Linked DNA regions of Sus scrofa: region 2 is linked to region 1. A link is a contact called in public HiChIP or PLAC-seq data. All regions are on one chromosome and are shown on one strand. The core of a region is the stretch at or near the end of the contact, and the rest is flanking DNA. Distances in the headings are between cores, read along the strand shown. Region 1 holds the start of LRRC31 (leucine-rich repeat-containing protein 31). Region 2 holds the start of GPR160 (probable G-protein coupled receptor 160).

Region 1 (5,727 bases), core at 2,090-4,589:
TTGGCCACAGGTTGATAATTGTTAGAGGGAGGGAACTTCATACTGTTCTTTTTTGTGTATGTTCACATAAAAACCTTAAAATGCTTCAAAATTACATTTAATCTAATAGATAATATATTTATGGTATTGTAGGTGATGCATAACTTTTGAGAGATTTGGCAATATTTATTTTCATAACTCTTGAACTTGTAATCTCTGTTCTGGGAATTTATACTTAAAAAATAGCTGAAATACAGTGAAGCAGAACATAGGGGAGAGGGAAAGCTAAAGATATTCCCTAAAGGGCAAAAAAGGGAACTTAATTATGACATATGCATGCAATGGAATAGTATGCAGTTGTTAAAATCAGGCATGTGAACGGCATGCAGCAATGTGAGAATTGCGCAGTGTGATGATATGTCCCAGAAGTAGGATCACAGCTCCATGGAAGCTCAAGAGGGCTTTCTCAGCTATTATAACCATGCAAAGGATGTCCATTCTGGCCCCAGCTCCCTCTCTTGCTGGTCTGCTTTTCTCATCCTCTCTCCATCTCTTGGCCCACTTCAGCATCCCTAACTTTCTGGCTCCCTCTCATCTTGGGCCTTGGCATTTACAGATCCATTTGCCTGGAAAGTTACTACCATACATATCTATATGGCTGGCTTCATTCACTCATTCTACATGACTGACTTTATTTACAGCTCTGCACAGATGCTACCAAATCAAACACCTTCCTTCCAACTGCATCTAAAATAATACACCTCTCCCATCATTCTCTTATTTCTTTAGCCTGCTTTGTTTTCCTTCATTCAATTTATCACACTGAAATTATGTCTGCTTTTGGTTCTTTTGGTTCTTTTTTGGTAAAGAAGTTCCTCTTTCTTGGGGGGAGGGCACCTGTGACATCTGGAAGTTCTTGAGTCAGGGCTTGAACTCATGCCACACCAGTGACCCAAGCCACAGCAGCGACAATGCCAGGTCCTTAACTCTGAGCCACCAGAGAACTCTCAGAAGGTGTCTTTCATGGCTTTATTTCTAACACAACAGTAGCTGGCACATAATAGGTACTCAATGTTTGTTGACTGGTTGGTTGAACATAAATGCAAACATATGAATAAAAACCTGAAAAGGATAGAAGAAATGACCATTTGCGTTAGAATGAAGGGAAATAGGATAGTTTCTTTTGATAATTTAAAAGTAAAATGAGCTAATTATTTAAATCATTTAACAAAATATTTATAACAGAAATTCACCAGATTAGGTTTCAGATTAGGTTTCATTTGACCCGTGTGAACGCTTTAGGGGAGAACATTTCTCTAAATAATAAAGAAATTACAGCAGTCAGAAATGTACCAGTGTCTAAGGGGATTGGCCTCAGTTTCTTGTCACTGGGTTGGAAATCAGTTATTTTAAGGTCATTTTTCTTTCAGTTTTGGGGGACCTGAGTTTGAGGTTTGAGCCTCTGATGAATTTCTTGAAAAATGAAGTCTGGGGTTTAATTTCTCCTCCTAGGAACTTTTCTTCCCTATTTGACTCATAGTCAAGTTGAAAGGGGTCTTTCTCAATGACATCTTCCTGTGGGTTTGTTTTCTAGGATTTCAGAGAAGATAAAACTCTGTCAAGCCTGAGTAGATCCTAACTCACCTACAAGAATTTTTATTCCCCTCCTCAGTTTTTATTGCTGGTAATGTTTAACATAAAAATAAGGATGATGTAACCCAGGATCCGGGAACAGATGGTAGCAGATATAAATCCGAAGCAAATTTGAGTTTTAAACTTTGCCCTATTTTATTGTATGAGATAGTTTATTAAACACCACTTTGGCAAGGGCATTAAATATGTCAATACCTTTTAAATTTCATCAGTCAATTAGCATTACCTTCTAAGAGAGATAGTTTAAGAGCCTTGGCATACTACTAAGCTGTCTGGGTCCTTTACAAAACTGTCACTCAAAGGAGTTTGCCTCTAGTGATCCCAGCCTCATCTCTTTGCAGTCCTTTTCTTTTTCTCTTGGCATTTTCACCTTCTCTACTCTAGCCCTGCACCCCAACCCCATGAAAAACACATTGGCAGTAAAGAATTAATTCACTCCATAAACAAAATTTACTGTGGGCCAGATACTGTTCTCGAAACAAGAGAGTCAATGATGAACAAGACACAGCTCATGACTTTGCAGTCTTAACCTGGTGGAAAGTTGGCCCTGTATACTAGTGATGACACTGGGTCAAAGGCCACCAGGGAGGAAAGACCTACTTAGTTAAGGAGCCTCAGCTGGACTAAGCCTGGCTTGGAGCACAGCCTTTGAGCAGCGAGTGACCTTGCATGTGTATTAGAGAATTGAGACAGCTAAAAAGAGAGGAGAGAGGAAAGTGTCCCAGGCAGAAAAAAACAGGCTCAAAAGGTTCCAGGCATGAAGGCCTAAAAGAGCCTGGGGTTGCCTCAAGAAGTGAATTATGGTTTGTCTGGAGCAAAGATGTATGAGGTTAGAGGTAGGTGAGTTGAGATCCAAGATTCATAAGGTTCAAGCTGTTATCTTTCTCAGGGTTTGCTTACATTTTACGGAGCGTTTAAGACTTAAACTAAAGGGATAAACTGTAAATGAAATTTTAGCTTCTGTTAATCCAATTTAGATTCCTTCTTTAGGCCAGAGCTGAATAGATATTCTTGAAATTATTATGTTCTTTTCTTCCTCCCTATAAAATAGGTCTTTCTGTACTACCATGTTCTAGAAGGGTTCAAGAAATACTTTGTACACAGGGGATCCTCAAAATAACCCTGCAGAGCCCACCTTCACGCTTGGGTGATGGAATGTTCGGTATACCTGGAGTATCATTTTAGAAGTCACAACTGGGCATCCTTTTCTTTCTTTCTTTCTTTCTTTCTTTCTTTCTTTCTTTCTTTCTTTCTTTCTTTCTTTCTTTCTTTCTTTCCTTCCTTCCTTCCTTCCTTCCTTCTTTCTTTTCTTTTCAAACTAGAGCAGGATCTGGTCCAGATTTACATAGGAACAGACAGCAATGAAAACAGACAGTTGTCCCAGCCACAGCCCCTCAGCTGACCAAGCCTCAGTAGGTTAGGTGGGAAAGGGAGAATTTTGGTTTGTGAATCCAGCCACAACCTGCAGCCCTGGCTGTGCCATCCTGATTCCACCATCACCCCAGGGGCCCTTTTCCTTCCACTAGTCCTCTAGCCCCCACCCAAGACTTACCTCCATGGTCATTTTCACTCATTTTACCTTTTGGAGATTTATGCACAACTGTTCTCTGGAGAGCCATCCCAGGAAATGGTTTCATTTTTCCCCCTCCTTAACTGCTGTGACTCCAACTTCCAAGTCATAAGAAAACATGGCTGGATGATGTTCCAGGATGTGGTAATTTACGCAATGAAACCCCACCCAGCTAGCAAGGCCCTGCCAGGTTTTCTGTGCAGACACATCCACTGCAGAGCAGAAGGGCCTGGGAGTGGGTGGGGCGGGGGGGAGGTAAGAAACCATGCAGGACTCAAGAGAACAGAAGAGGAAATGAAACACGGTAGGGAGTGAGAAAGGCAGAAAGGAGGTCAAGGCAGGAGAAGGAAGCAACTGAGAGCCTGACAGGGAATCAAATGGAGGAACATGAGGAAGGCAGCCTTGGGAGAGAAGGGGAAGGAACTGCATCCTTTTTTTTTTTTTTTTTTTAATTTTTACCTTTTATTATTATTTTTTTCTACAGTACAGCATGATGACCCAGTTACACATACATGTATACATTCTTTTTTCTCACATTATCATGCTCCATCATAAGTGACCAAACAGAAGTTCCCATCGTGGCTCAGTGGTTAACGAATCTGACTAGGAACCATGAGGTTGTGGGTTCGATCCCTGGCCTTGCTCAGTGGGTTAAGGATCCGGTGTTGCCATGAGCTGTGGTGTAGGTTGCAGATGCAGCTCGGATCCTGTGTTTCTGTGGCTCTGGTGTAGGCCGGCGGCTGCAGCTCCCATTGGACCCCTAGCCTGGGATCCTCCATGTGCCGCAGGAGTGGCCCAAGAAATCGCAAAAAGACCAAAAAAAAAAAAGTGACCAAACTTAGTTCCCAGTGCTACACAGCAGGATCTCATTGTTAATCTATTCCAAAGGCAATAGTCTGCATCAATCATCCCCAAGCTCCCAATCCATCCCACTCCCTCCCCCTCCCCCTTGGCAACCACAAATCTATTCTCTAAGTCCATGAGTTTCTTAATACTACAGTGGTCCAAGCAACAGGTTACCAGGCTCACACTTAGAAAAACAATCATTTTTTTCAGAGCATGTTTGAGAAATTCCTCTTTATATACAAACTTGAACAAGTACTCAGGCTTCCCACACCAACTCAAGATTTCAGACCAGCTTTCTCTTGTATCTGCATTAGGTTTTACTTTGTGAAGGTAAACCCTGGAAACTGAATTTGAGGATATTTCCAGATCACAACATAGCAACCAGACGACAGCGGCTGAAAACAGGTTTGCCTCTTTTCCTAGAATCAGAGGCATTCACTTAAGAGCCCTTTGGAAAAGCTAATGGCTGGCATTTACTTGAGTATTTACTGTCAATATTTACTGTATTATCAGTAAGTAAGTTCATTTGCCATGAAACCCTAAGGGTAATATATGCTTGACAAATTATTTCTCAGGCAGTTAAGTGATTTTTATTTATTTTTGCAAAAGCGAGGAATCCATTTTTTTTCCCTTTTCCATACTTAGGTTTGGGCTTAACATATATTTAAAATTTCTGAGGAATGCTTTCAATGGCATTTTTGATTCAGTGTTTCAGAGTGAATCATGTTTTAGGTGTTGCTTGTTAAAGGGCAAGGCATTATTCTTTCTCCACAAAAGTCACTTCATTAAAAAGCATGATACGTGCTACAACATAAATGAAACGAGAACATAAGAGAAAAAAAGCCCGTCACAAAAAGGCAAATACTGTATGATTCCACTTACAGTATCAGGTGTATATATAGGAGTCAAATTCATGGAATTAGAGAGTAGAACTGCGGCTGCCAGGGCTTGAGGGAGGGGGAAGCAGGGAGTTTTGTAAGAGTGTAGTTTTGAAAGATGAAAAAGTTCTGGAGATTCATTGCAAAACAATGTGAATACATTTAACACTACTGAACTGCACACTTAGAAATGGTTAAGATGGTAAATTTTATTTTAATTAATTAATTAATTAATTTTTGTCTTTTTGCAATTTATTGGGCAGATCCTGCAGCATATGGAGGTTCCCAGGCTAGGGGTCGAATTGGAGCTGTAGCCACTGGCCTACACCAGAGCCACAGCAACGCGGGATCCGAGCCACGTCTGCAACCTACACCACAGCTCATGGCAACACCGGATCCTTAACACACTGAGCAAGGCCAGGGATCGAACCCGCAACCTCATGGTTCCTTGTCGGATTCGTTAACCACTGCGCCGCGACAGGAACTCCAAATTTTATTTTATTTTTTACCACAAATATTATGTGTGTGTATACAATATTTTTAAATGTTCAGAAGGCTAAGACTCTAAATGTAAAGAATTTTAGGAATACATCATCCAACGTTTACTTTTATTTTTCTTTTTATATATGTACAAGTATGGATTTAAAAATCCATACCTAAATGTCTAAATGGGTTTTAATACATATAAAGTAAAAATCCTAGGTAATTTTTTTTTAATGTGGATTCCATTTATTATTTACTATTCTTTAAACACATTTTTTATTGAGGCACAGCTGATTTACAGAGTAAGCTTGAGAAGTA
Region 2 (5,727 bases), core at 1,540-4,039, 200 kb after region 1:
TTGAAATAACGCAGCTGAAGATTTCTGATAAAGTTGAAGTACAGTGTGGATATGCTTGTTCATTCTTTTGAAATGAACAAGGTAACAGAGTAACAATAAAAAGCTCAGACATGCCCATATATAAATAAAGAAATAACCACAACTTCCGAAGAAATGGAGGCTATAAAGAAATGAGGCTCTTCAGATCCTGAGCAAGTTTATGCTGAGTAGAAAGTATGTTAACCATTCCTGAAAGGTTCTTGTTTATCGCAAGTACAGTAAGTGCAGTGGGTGTGAGTGCTCAAATCCTGCTTCTCTTCTTTACACACTGTGTATCTTGGGCAAATTATATCATCTCTCTGTGCCTCAGGTTCCTCAGCTATAAAATGGAGATCATAAAATGTAGGGTGGTCATAAGAATGAAATGAAATGATAAATGTAAAATATTTAAACAAGATGCCTGGCCCATGTTAATCTTTCCATAAATGTTAACATTAGAAACAAAAACAAGTTGGAGTTCCCTGGTGGTTCAGGAGGTTAAGGATTCAGTATTGTCACTGCTGTGGCTCAGGTCACTGCTGTGGCGCAGGTTCAGTCCCTGGCCAGGGAACTTCCACATGCCACAGGAATGACCAAAAATAAACAAACAAAACCCACCAAACTTCTAGCCTGGAAAAGTAAAGAGTACTTGGGAGTTCCTGATGTGGCTCATCAGTAATGAACCTGACTAGTATCCATGAGGATGTGGGTTCAATCCCTGGCCTCGCCCAGTGGATTAAGGATCCAGTGTTGCCATGAGCCACGGTATAGTTCACAGATGTGGTTCAGGTTTGGCGTTGCTGTGGCTGTGGCTGTAGCTGGCAGTTGCAATTTTGATTCTACTCCTAGCTTGGGAACTTCTATATGCCATGGGTTGGGCCCTAAAATGCAAAAAAAAAAAAAAAGGAAAGAGTACTTTACAGATTTGAGAAAGGTGAAGGATTAAGCCAAGTGTTATTTGAAAGAAGAGAGTTCCAAAAAGAGACAGCAAGTATAAAGTCCTTGAGGCAAAAGCCTACCTGGCATATTAAAACAAACAACAAACAAGATTCCTAAAGAATCTAGCTAGGATGGAGCAGAGTGTGGAACATGGAAGGAGATGGTTCAGGTAGTAATGGCAATAGGGGCTGACAGTGTGGCTCTACAGGCTGTTGTAATAACTTAGGCATTACTCTGAATGCAAAGGAAGCTACTGGAAGGTTTCCACCAAAGAGGGACAATATCTAATCTGCATTCTAAAATCACTGTTCTAGCTGCTGTGGTGTGAATGGGTTGAAGTAGGACAAGGACAAAAACAGGAAGCCATTCGGGAGGTGATTCCAATAATTCAGTCAAGAGATGGATGGAGGCTTACAGTGGAGGAAGCAATGAAGAGGGGAGGAAGCAATGAAGAGGGGAGATGTGGTTACATCACACAAATGGGCAAAAGTGTGGGCAAAGTGTGGGCAAAAGATGTTCAAGGAAATGCTGTTCATAATTGAGATAAACTAGAGTTACCTAACTGTTCATTCACAGAATTATGATACATCTTTTTTTAACTTATAAACTTCTATAGTGATTAAAAGAATATATTTTTTTTAATTAAAAGCCTAATTAAATAGCACTGATTTTTTTAATATTATTCAATTCAGCGTAGAGGGACATGGTGTAGATTCAACAAAAGCAAGTTTTTGGACCACTAAAATATCTTGTTTGGTAACTAAAAATACAAATCTAGAAGCAATGAAATTAGTTTCTTTTTTCTTTCTTTTTTTTTTTTTTTTTTTTTTTTTGCTTTTTTAGGGTGCCATCTGTGGCATATGGATGTTCCCAGGCTAGGGGTTCAATTGGACCTGTAGCTACTGGCCTACACCACACCCACAGCCATGCCACATCCAAACCATGTCTGTGACCTACACCACAGCTCATGGCAATGCTGGATCCTTAACCCACTGAGCGAGGCCAGGGATCAAACCTGTGTCCTCCTGGATCCTAGTCAGATTCGTTTCTGCTGTGCCATGAGGGGAACTCCTAGAGTTTCTTATTTTAAAAAATGTTGAACAGAAATATGCCCATGTAACTGCTAAACTGGTGAAGAGTAATTCATGACTGGTCACTACAAAGCATGTGCTTCTATTCATTTCCTTTTAAATTTTTTAGGTAGAGCATATATGGTTTATGAAATGAGGAAACAAGATGTTAGGCCAAGGCTGGTTTTTACTGAAACTTTTAATATTGATTTTTGCTGTTACAAAGCATGTAAGATCTGAACAGACCAAAGAAATATTTAACGGGTGAAACTGGTAAGTGGGTATGTGATTCTGAATCTGAATATTAGCCAGTCATCCATTTGGTGGAGGCTAAAAACTGATCATTTATTAATCACTCACCATATGCCAGGAAGCACTGTGCCTTGTATTTTTATGACAATTTCTAATTTTACAACATGTAATCTAATTTCACAAAATTGCTCAAGGTCATGAGCTAAATAAATGAAAGCGCTGAAACTCTACTCAGGTGGTCTCATGCCAAATCCCACCCTCTTTCTGTTATCACACTGTATTAGCTACATTTGATTTTTGAGGCTTTTCTTTGCCAATCCATTAGGATTGAGTTCAATTGCTTGTAACAAACCTTAACTGAGAGCGCTTTAAACAAGTAAAGGGATTATTTTTCTCATGTAATAAATCTGGAGCTGGCAGTCTGCAGTACCTGCTGCTTCTCCTTTTCTCTTGTGTTTTGCCCTGTGGTCATAAAACAGTAGCTCCCCCTCCAAGCTCACAGCAACCTCAAGCCAAAATAAAACAAGGAGAAAGGCAGAGCTGTCTGCATCAGGAAAATGGAAGCCTTTCCAGTACTCTCTAGGCAACTTCCTCTTTCACCTCTCTGACCAGAATCGAGTCATGTGAATGCCCGCAAGGACTTCTGGAAAGGTGAGCATTTTCGCTTCGCACGTTGCCTCCTTGAACAAAATCTGGTTTCTCTTAGAAAGGAAGAAAGGGGAATGGATGTTGAGAAGGCAATGAGCAGTGTCTGCCCCATGAAGAACAGCTGACACATCAAGGATGTTGGGAGAGAAACAGCTGCCTCAGAAGTACTACTGGATCAAATGGAGTCTAGGGGCTCTGGGCACCACTGTTGATGTATTTTGAGAAGCAGGGAAATGTAGTCTTTGTTCTAAGCAGCTCTGGCTTCAGCTTCAGTACTATTATTATGGAAGAAGGAGAGAGTGGGTGTTGGGGAACAAGAAAAAGTTCTGCCACAGTCCCTTCACCAGGCCCTGAAACCAAGTTCCCCTTGGGAGTCTGGTTTGCATGGTCATGTGCTCTAGAACCTGTTCTAGACTGGAGGGGTCTGAGGGCAGTTGTTGACACAGGAGCTTTGGGATGGAGAAAGAGCAGTGGGCACCTGGGGGTACTTGGGATGATGAGAACATGTGAAGGCAATTCAGCTTCAGGACTGGCCTGGAAGGTCATTAAGAGTGCAGGCTAGCTCCTCAGAGTGAGCTCCTTCCAGCCCTGTCATTAAAAAGGCACTTCACTTCCCTACTTCTCACTTTCTCCTCTTTAAAGGGGAGTAATAACCTCCACGTAGTTGGAAGTGATGCGAGTCCAGCTCCAGTTTTATACTCTACATTCCATAGATGGCAGCTGTTGTTTTTTATAGAAGCCTGGGCTGTCTCCCACACCCACTGCTCTAACTCTATTCACCTCTTCTACTTCTCAGCTGCACTGACTCACTTGCTATTGGCTCTATCAGAACATGCACTCTCTACCCAGCTTTCGGCTTCTGGCTTTGCTCATGGTGGAATCCTGGCTGAAACATTTCACAACCTGTAGTGAATCCTGTAGTCCTTTAGAATTTAGCATGCTTTTCCCCTTCTCCAGAAATTCCTCTCTGTCCTACCCAGGTTGGGTCAGGCCGCCCCTCGGGCCCCCTAGCAAGCCACGCTTAACTTTAATCATGGTTCAGTTCTTACTGCACCCTTGGGCGGGCTTTCGCAAGGTGCCTTGCAAAACCGGTAAAGGCTTTCTGAGAGGTTAAGAAAGGCCCAGGCCACTCCCCTTGTTGAAGGCTATTCATGAAAGGGAGGAGGAGGAAATTGCGCCATATTTTATACATTTGAAAGATTGGCAAATCGTAGGTGCTCCACAAATATTTCTTTGATAAATTTAACAAATTGGTACTGCTGACGCAAAAAGGTCAATTCAATGTAAGTGTGCTATTTGCAAATATGCTATTTGTAGATTTTTAATATGTGAATTCATAGTGTACAATTGTTTAGTGGCATGCACATAGCAGTTTCTGGCACCCCGTGTATACTCTCATCCAGAGACAACTGCTAGTGGCCCCATGCCCACCCTGCTGGGAAGATGGGGGTTCCTTGGGCAGGTGTGTGTGGGGGGGTGTCTGAAGGCCCAGCACGTGGAAGGGGGTCTCACTAAGAGACGGCAGCTTCCATCCTACACCCTCAGGGCATCCCTTGGGCCAGCCTCGACCCAACCCCTCTCCCGCGGGTACAGTGAGGGCCTCAGTCGCCTCTCGCCGCCCCGCCCGCAGGCGGCGCCCTCCGGCCCATCTACCGCTGGGGTCGCGATGGGGCATGTGTGCTCAAAGGTCTGCGTCCGCACTTCCTGGTAGCCTAGAGCAGAGCAGCTGCGGGGTTCCCGGGCTGTGCTCGTCGCCCACGCCCGTCCCTGGTCACCTGGGGCCGGGCGCAGCAGGTGTCGGAGCAGCGACCTCCTTGTGTCTGCTCCGGTGCGCAGCGCTGGGGAAGCGGAGCGCGAGCCGGGAGCCGCCGCGCCTCCGGTGAGTTGCGGGGACCTGCGCCCGGCGCTTCGTAGCTGCTTCCCCGGCTCCAGGAGGAAGACGGCACCCCGCGGCTTTCAGCTTCCTCGGCCGGCGCTCTGCGCTTGGGAGAGGGAGCGTGATTTCGCTCCAAGGGATTCAGAGGCTGGGGTTCTCTTCTAAAGAGACCCGGGAGTGGGTGGGTGCCCTTGGCTTTCAAGCCGAGGACGCCCGAGCCTGACCGCTCAGATTGGGGATTGTCGTAGTTTTCTCCTGGGGTCTGTCCTGGATTTGGGGTCCTGGGGTGGGGTGGGGGGATGAAACTTGGTGGCCTGGGTTGGGAGTATACTCACACCCAGGCACTCGCACCCTCTTTCCAGAGGAGATACCTGGTATACATTATAAAACAGGTGATGTTATAGAAATAGTGTATATAACTTTCTTTCCTAGCACACAGAAGTGAGCGTAGAGCCACAGACACACGCTTGGTTACTCGTTGGGTCGGACTTTACGTCCCCTCCCCTGGCCCTTGGGCGTTGGGGCCGGCGCGCGCCAGGCTCCAGGATTAAGCCCAAGGGCTTTTCAGGGCTGTTAGTTCTCAGAGACCTTGGCGTTTTGGTTGGTTTCTCAGAGACCAGCCTGGATGGCCTAAAATTCTCTCTAAATAAAATAACCTGGGACCACCCTCCGGAATTTTTCGGCTCAGTGAAGATCCTTTTCTCTCACCTGGGCAGGTGGCCTCGAGAAGTGGCAGCATTCTGGAGGCAACCACGAGGAGGACCCAGCCTGCAGAGGAAGTTTCAGCGGGGAGGAGACACTTACTTCACCCCAGCTTGTGCAAATGACTTGGGTAAGGGGGTCGACTCTGTTGCTCAAACCCCAGAAATAAACCCACACTGATCAGACCTGCAAACGACACTTGAGTGAGTGTTTGGGTCTCAG

Evidence for each region. HiChIP or PLAC-seq counts read pairs in DNA pulled down with a chosen protein or histone mark.
Region 2: an H3K27ac HiChIP or PLAC-seq map of alveolar macrophages shows a contact between it and region 1. The contact joins the promoter of GPR160 here to the promoter of LRRC31 in region 1. A contact is called at or near these places in 2 of 5 promoter capture datasets (fetal liver and liver), 4 of 47 Hi-C or Micro-C datasets (embryonic fibroblasts, fetal liver, fetal skeletal muscle and 1 more) and 1 of 2 datasets of contacts at active chromatin or transcription factors (alveolar macrophages).

Annotation. Positions count from the first base shown.
Region 1 is chr13:108,546,953-108,552,679 of Sscrofa11.1, forward strand. LRRC31 (leucine-rich repeat-containing protein 31) reads right to left here and starts at 3,340. Exons shown (of 9, transcript XM_021069772.1): 1 at 3,185-3,340. The coding sequence starts at 3,196.
Region 2 is chr13:108,743,526-108,749,252 of Sscrofa11.1, forward strand. It overlaps GPR160 (probable G-protein coupled receptor 160), which reads left to right and starts at 2,790. Exons shown (of 4, transcript XM_021069792.1): 1 at 2,790-2,930; 2 at 5,520-5,635.